2 separate regions of the Danio rerio genome follow, and region 2 is linked to region 1. A link is a contact called in public Micro-C data. All regions are on one chromosome and are shown on one strand. Each heading gives the region's core, a stretch centred on a gene start, on an enhancer-like site or on the middle of the called end of the contact. The rest is flanking DNA. Distances are from core to core; before and after follow the strand shown.

Region 1 (3,844 bases), core at 881-3,380:
ATAATAGTAGTTTAAGATAGATTGCTAATGCCAAATTTTTGTCGTTAAAACAAACATATATAAAATAAGTCCTACGGTGGCGAATGCTACAATACTTCATTGCTGTTTTAAATGCCATTAATTGATCAGCAGGTCCACTGTAAAGTTAATGAAAAGGAAATATGCAAGCTTTAAGATGTCACAACATATGAAACACAAATATTTAATAACTTAAAACCCCTGATACAGTTTTTACATAAAGTATTTAAGAGTTCAGTAGCAAAAAAAAAAAAAAAGATTTCTGAAAGATTCTGTGAACAAAAAAATTAATTAACTCTTTATTTAACAATTTTTTTAATTATTAAGAGGTTGAATAATCATTATGCAGAGATGATGGCAATTTTACTGGCCACATTTGCTATCAAACATTGTTTACTACACTAAGTCAGTTTAACAGCGAAGGGATTGATAGAATAGGTCTAATTAATGGACGATTTGCGAAGAAATGTCATGCTCCTTTGTAAAGGTAATTTGTAATACTTTTAAAAAAATACTGCATTTTATTTTGAATTTTATAGTTTATTTTGATACACCTAAAATTAAGGTATTTGGAATTTTATTTTAAAATACATTTCAATGTATTTTTGCCCAATCCAGGTTATATGCTTGAAAAAATATGTTATTATAAGTGATAATTTACGATCATATCATGCTCTTCCGGAAAAAGATGGTTTGCACTCTCCAGGTTGGAGGAAAGTCCTTACCCCAGGTGGAGGAGTTCAAATATCTTGGGGTTTTGTTCACAAGTGAAGGAAGGATGGAATGTGAGATTGAAAGGTGTATTGGTGCAGCGACAGCAGTTATGGGGTCAGTATATCAGTCTATTGTGGTAAAGAAGGAGCTGAGCCGAAAGGCAAAGCTCTCGATTTACCGGTCAATCTACGTTCTACTCTCACCTATGGTCATGAGCTTTGGGTCATGACCGAAAGAACAAGATCTCGGACACAAGCAGCCAAAACGAGTTTCCAATGCAGGATGTAAGGGCGCACCCTTATAGATTGGGTGAGGAGCTCTGTCACCCGGGAGGAGCTCAGAGTAGAGCCGCTGCTCCTTCACATCGAGAGAAGTCAGCTGAGGTGGCTTGGGCATCTGTTTCGGATGCCTACTGGGTGCCTACCTAGAGAGGTGTTCCAGGCAAGTCCCACTGTGAAGAGGCCTCGAGAAAGATCCAGGACACGCTGGAGGGACTTTGTCTCTTGGCTGGCCTGGGAATGTCTCGAGATCTCCCCGGAGGAGCTGGAGGAAATATGGGGTTCTCTCCTAAGACTGCTGCCTCTGCAACACGGCCCCGGAAAAACAGTTAAAATAGAGTTGAGAGATGAGATCATATTATTGTGCAAGGTAATGATTTAACATGATTTACTAATATTAGTCCTCACAAATGAATGTGCAGTTCTGAAATGAATTAGATTATTAGGGTGCACTGTTTTATGTGTAACTGGCTTGTACTCATGCCAGTTTAATCAATGATCGAGGACTTTTAGTTACCTGAATTATTTTTCATATTCACTCATGTCCTTTTATTTTTTCTTACAAGCTATGCAAATTAAAGTACCGTTTTGGTGCGTTTTGTACAACCGGTCATGTGATGTCAACATGTAAAATGCCCATGAGGGGGCGACCCGCTCCATGCAGAATAAAATCACCCTTTTTCCCCCAGCACTTATCTTTATCTCTCATGGCAGTAAATGTTTATAACGTTATCTCTAAAACCTAAACGCTTTGTTTAAGAGTAGAACAGTTTAATTACAAAAAATAAATACCGACTGCACCTTTAAGTTTGAACCCAAATAGGCGTTCATCCGACCTACTCCATATTCAGTATCAACAAGGCAGCATGATTGGCAGATTCCCTTCAATTATAAATGTTCACGAGCCTCATAATTCATCAGCTCGTAAATGTTTCCACACTGTCTCCTTCTCGTAATGCTGTCGAGCGGATTTTAATGTAAATGCGTAAGAGGTTTGACAGAATCTCTATCAATCAGCTCTGCTCGCCAAAGGTAAATGAGTGGGAGGGTGGGAGGAGTCTTGTAACAGCGCGTCAGTGTGTGTCTGGGTATGTGTGTGTGTGTGTGTGAAAAGAGAGAGAGAGAGTGTACCGGTGAAGGCACTTGGGCGGAGAAGGAAGCGAAGCATCGCGCCTGAGAGTTGATCGCAGTCTGAAGCTTTTGCGTTACATGTGCGCAACTCACTCCAGTGTCCAGGCTCGTGCAAACTTTCCCCGCTTTTAGAATGGCAGAGCCGGCGAACAGCGATGGAGAGGAGAGGAGCGCACCCATGAGGGGTTTTGCCCGGCAAGGCGCCCTGAGACAGAAGAACGTTCACGAAGTCAAGAACCACAAGTTTATCGCTCGCTTCTTCAAGCAGCCTACTTTCTGCAGCCACTGCACGGACTTTATCTGGTAAGGAGTTTGCGGGCTTTGCAAGGTGTATGGCAAGCTGTTAAAACAGTGAGATAGGAAGGCTAATTCGTTTTTTTGTGATATTAGTTTTGATTTGTGCTGCTAATGAATGTATTAGGGACTATTATTTAAACGTTTTCATGACAATATGCATTGTGCATAGGCCTATTGCTATATTCTTAGTAGGTTATGCACTTATTAGTCTTTTTATTTAACTTTTTTGATGGTTAACTTTTTTATATAGTGATGAAGAGTACTTGAATCTCTTCTAAAAAGTATGTTAAATCCACCATTAATAAATTGTAATTCATTTATTTTTAATTGAAGGCCCTGATAGACTTACCTTGTTACTTTTCTAAATTAAAATTAATTTAAGATTTTATATGAAGATCTAAATGAAATTCGCACAGCCGACTGTGGAATTTAGATGAATATTGTGGATTTTTTTTGCAAAAAAGATGAACACGCAACTAAAATTACTGCTGCAAAAGAAAACAACAGCTAAGAAAGCGTCTATACTTAGCAATGTTTACATTTGGATAAATTTGACACATAAATCGATAGTTCACCCTAAAACATAAATTCAGTCATCATTAATTTACTTGTCCTCCATTTGTTTCAAATTAGTTTGAGCCTCTTTCTTTTGAACACAAAGTATATTTGAAAATATTTATAAAAATGTTTAAAACCTGTAGTCATTGATTTACAATGGATGTCAATGGCTACCAATTTCGAACATTCTTCAGAACATTTTATTGTGCGTTTAACAGAATAAAGATAAAGGTCTGGAACCCTCTTGAGGGTGAGCAAATAGTGCATAGTTTTTCAGTGAAATATCCCTTTAAACAGTCATGTCACGCTTGCAATAGCACTTACAATAATGTTGCTTTGCAGGGATTCTCAATCTCGGTCCTGGAGGTCCGGTGTCCTGCAGATTTTAGCTCCAACCCCAATCAGACACACTTTGCCTAGCTAATCAAGCTCTTACTAGGCATTCTAGAAACATCCTTGCAGGTGTGTTGAGGCAAGTTGGAGCTAAAAACTGCAGCACACTGGACCTCCTGGGCCGAGTTTTAGAAACCTTGCATAAAAAACGGTCAGTATTGATTGGATTAGATTAGATTTTAATATTTACTGAATTGAATAAAATGAAATGTTGATATTCAAGTCTAAGAAAACAGAGCCTCAGAGCCTCACCTACCTATTACATAATTATCAGAGATTATTGGTAATTTGAAGGTGTTTACTTGCTTAAGTAAATGTTTCTGGAAAGCTCACTTTTGACAAGCTGTTTCATGAAATGAGCTTGTAACAAACTTAGCTTTGACCTGATTTTCTTTTCTTTCTTTTTCTTTTTAATGTGTGACAACATATTAAAAAAGATTTTTTAGATTTTATTT
Region 2 (3,728 bases), core at 318-2,817, 90 kb after region 1:
CCCTTTGTATGCCATGTATTCTAAACTCTAAATTATTTCTGTTACATGAAAAGACTTTTGTCTAAGCAAAGTCAGACCTTACTGTTCTAATTAAATAATTAAAAATCAAAGCATGGTCATATTTTATTTTGGGAAATTAAGCGTAATCTAGAGGCCTTTGTCTTTCATATAAGTCACTTCTACTACCAAATGCAGCCACAGGATAACGGTGCCAGTGCACTCACCACACACCAGATGCAGGTGGAGAGGAGAGGTTGTGATGATGGCCATGATGGGTTTGCACTGAGGGAGGCAATTTGACCAGTTAACCCTTCATGACCACAGTAAGTCTGGACTATGGTATAACGCCTTATTCAAAAGACAGTGCTCATTAATAGTATTGATCACAATTCACAATTCTCCAGTAGTATCGGGATGCAGACTTGGATTTGCAAGCTGAGACTGCATATCTCAGACATGCAATGTCAGACACGATGCACTCAATGTTGCTACTGACGTCACTATGAAGGGTAGGGTTAGGGGTGGGGTTACGTGTGCACATTAAAAAGCATTGCATGCAGCTCATCTTGCAACTGCACCAAGTCTGCATTCAGAACCCTCTCTGATACTTGGGCATTTGAACTCACACACACACCACAGGGTGAGCACCCCCTGCTGGCCTCACAAACACCTCTTTCAACATACATTACTTGTATGTATGTACATGTATGTGTGCATGCTTTACAATTATTCATATTCTTGCACTTTTACTATGTAACACACTGTTTGTACCATGTTTATTACTTTAAATGTGGCTTGACATTAAGAGTTAATGTGTCAAAAAAAACATGTTCAGAACTCGAAGTTTAGAAACTCATCTAAAACCTAAACATGTAATTGTTTTACACCATCGTCTGTTGTTGTCTGCACATTTTAGCAAGTGCTTGAATTTCTTTTAACAAATAGCATTGGCTAAACACTCTCTGGCTCAGCCTGCTTGCTGGACTAGTACTCTCTCGCTATTGGTTGAACTGGAAAGTTGATTTTATCAGAAGACAGATTTTATCAAACTATTCTGGTATCCGGAAGGTTTACTTTTGACACTTTTGTGGCCAATAGTTACATAGTTACAGTACACAATGAATTTGACCAAGTTGGAGACCTTTATGAGTATTTGTTCTGCACAGAGAAAGTGACAGAAATGAATAGTGTGTTAAAGTACTTCTGAATGTTGAGCCCTTTAGTGAAGGAGTTTATAGAGAGGTGTTTGCAGAAGATCAGACTATAAGCGAGTAGACTGAGCTGTCAAATATAATGTTAATATGGAAGCTGAAACTGCAGCTTTCCTGTGCAGCACATGTCGTTTCCTGTGAGTGCTTTGTGGTTTATTTGTATGTTTCCCCAAACTGCTGCATCTGTCAGACCGAACTGTGAGCTTCTTGCATGAAAAGTTTCAGCCAATCCAAACACACCACTCCCTCTCTGAAGAAGCTTCTGTTCATATTCCGGATGTTGTAGTGCAATTTAAAAATAAATGTAAATCCTTATTTGTTGAGAACTAATCTAAATATTTTAGGGGAATTGTCCATGAGGTTATGGTTTTCACTCATTTTACATATTTTGTAAGACATGTAGAACAGTACAATCAGTTACTGTATAAATATGGCCAGTATTGAATCTGATCTACAATCATTGACAAGCAGAATATTTCACTTTGGTGTGTTTTATAATTTAATTTATTAATTTAGATTTTTAGGTATCTTTATTCCAGAGTTTAGTAACACAGGGGACAGTCTAATATGCTGATTGGCTGCTCAAGAAGCCTTCTATATAAATGCGAAGGTCAGTGTGGTCAGGTTGATCTACTGTGATGTCCACAAAGGAACATTACTATTGTGATTAGTGGGTTTTGATCAGATTCAGACGGTTGGCTTTGCTGCTCAGCCTTTGACGTCTATGAATAGACTGGAGTTTCTGTGCTCTCGCTTTTAATTGTAATAAGGGTTCACTGATGAACAAAGCACCTAAAATGAGTGCATCTGCTTTTGAAGAGGGCAGGATGTGATCATAGAACCCTACACCTGCACACTGTGTGTTTGAGCGCATGTGTGGGTAAGATTTTGACTACATTATTGGATCCAATGTCACAGTACACAGCTACACTACGAAATTTACACTATGGGGTAAATATTCTTTAAAATAAATTTGAAATGTAGGTCATTTTCTGTAAGGGTTGCATCGTACTCTGATCAGCCACAAATTTTGGACAGTTTGTTCATTGTTTGTTCCTCAACATGTTTTCTGATTGACAGCAAATAAAATATGAAAAACATTTTCTGAAAAATGTAACTGAATAATTTAATTGTTTGAAGTGGAACAAAAAAAAAAAAATGCAGGACAACTAATATAAGTTTTTGATCCACTTCAATTATTGACTACTATAAGCTACCTGACAAAAGTCTTGTCACCTATCCAAGTTCTAGTTGATCATTTGGTTTCAGAATTGTCTTATATAAAAGGCAAAGGCCTCTAGATTACGTTTATTGCACAAATGTCTTAATACCTCAGGCTGTTGATGTTGCCATCCACTTTTCAGGTCTATCGCACTCTCCCATACTGAATGTAACCCAAAACCATGATTTTTCTTTCATCAAACTTGATGTATTTCTGTGAGAACCTTGGGTCCATGTGAGTTCTAATCTGTCTTCTGCAGTATTTGTGATGATTGTGATGCCCTTCAACAGATAAATTGTCTGAAAAATCTACCTTCTGCCACTTTTCCAAAAGATTAACTAGAAGTCAAGTTATTATTTGTCACCCTTACAACTCTTACAAAGTCATTCTTAAACTAATAAATACATAAATCATATTGGAATAATCAAAGGTGGTGAGTGAACTTTGAGATACAGTCAGCCTGCATTTAACTTCAGTAATTATCTGACATGGTTTTTACAACCAGAGGAAATGTATTGATTGATGACGTGCAGTGTTTTGGAGTCTAGCTCAAATAGCATAACTACATTTTCAGCAGCTTGACAGTAGCTCAGCTAGTTATAAAACAATGTCTACTTTCCCAGTAGCCAATTTCTCCAGCAAGTTTGTACAGCAGCTTGCTTTGTACAGTAGCAGAAGTTTGTACAGTAGTTTGACAACAGCTACATTCCATTTAGTGAATCTGCAATGATCCGAAACAGCACAGTATAGTGTTACAAGATCTACAATAGGGTATTACAATCATCTACTTGTTTCTCATGGTTTTACATGTATTTATTAAAATAATTTATTACTGTTATTTTGTCAATAATATTTTTCAAGTAACAAAAGTTGAATTTCAATCCATAAAGTATTTTATCAGTAGGCAACTAACATGACGTTTGTTGAATGAATGTTGAATGTGAAGAATGTGACAGTTTCAATAAATGTTCATAATTAAATGGAGACGTAAGTTATTTTTTATTTATTTATTTATTTTTTTAAAGTTGTTATTGTTGAAAAAACGTGGGGATGGCACAGTAGCTCAGTGGTTAGCACTGTCGCCTCACAGCAAGAAGATCATTAGAGGCATTTCCACTATCGGGCCAGTGTGAGCCAGGGCTTTTATCGGGCCAGGCCAGGCCAATCGCCCGGGAGGTTGAGCAGTGAGGCTGAAATCGTGTCGCGTTTCCACTGTCGGGCTAGTAGCTCGCAGCGCGTCACGCAAACCCCGCCCCCTGAACATCCCCCGAATCGAACGTCACTCAATTCGCCCA

What was found. A called contact is a pair of places that touch in the nucleus more often than the background predicts.
Region 2: a contact with region 1 is called in a Micro-C map of caudal fin, with 9 times the contacts expected there. The contact joins the enhancer-like site here to the promoter of prkcbb in region 1. A contact is called at or near these places in 3 of 18 Hi-C or Micro-C datasets (caudal fin, embryo and an unstated tissue) and 1 of 4 datasets of contacts at active chromatin or transcription factors (caudal fin).

The regions. Positions count from the first base shown.
Region 1 is chr3:33,860,151-33,863,994 of GRCz12tu, forward strand. prkcbb (protein kinase C, beta b) reads left to right here and starts at 2,131. Exons shown (of 17, transcript NM_200978.1): 1 at 2,131-2,444. The coding sequence starts at 2,275.
Region 2 is chr3:33,950,699-33,954,426 of GRCz12tu, forward strand. The region is part of intron 3 of prkcbb (protein kinase C, beta b); the gene reads left to right. Among named protein-coding and RNA genes, the nearest start is that of prkcbb, 90 kb to the left of the region's middle. Within about 2 kb of position 1,568, at least 6 of the 62 cell types and tissues checked have an H3K27ac peak or open chromatin away from gene starts, as enhancers often do.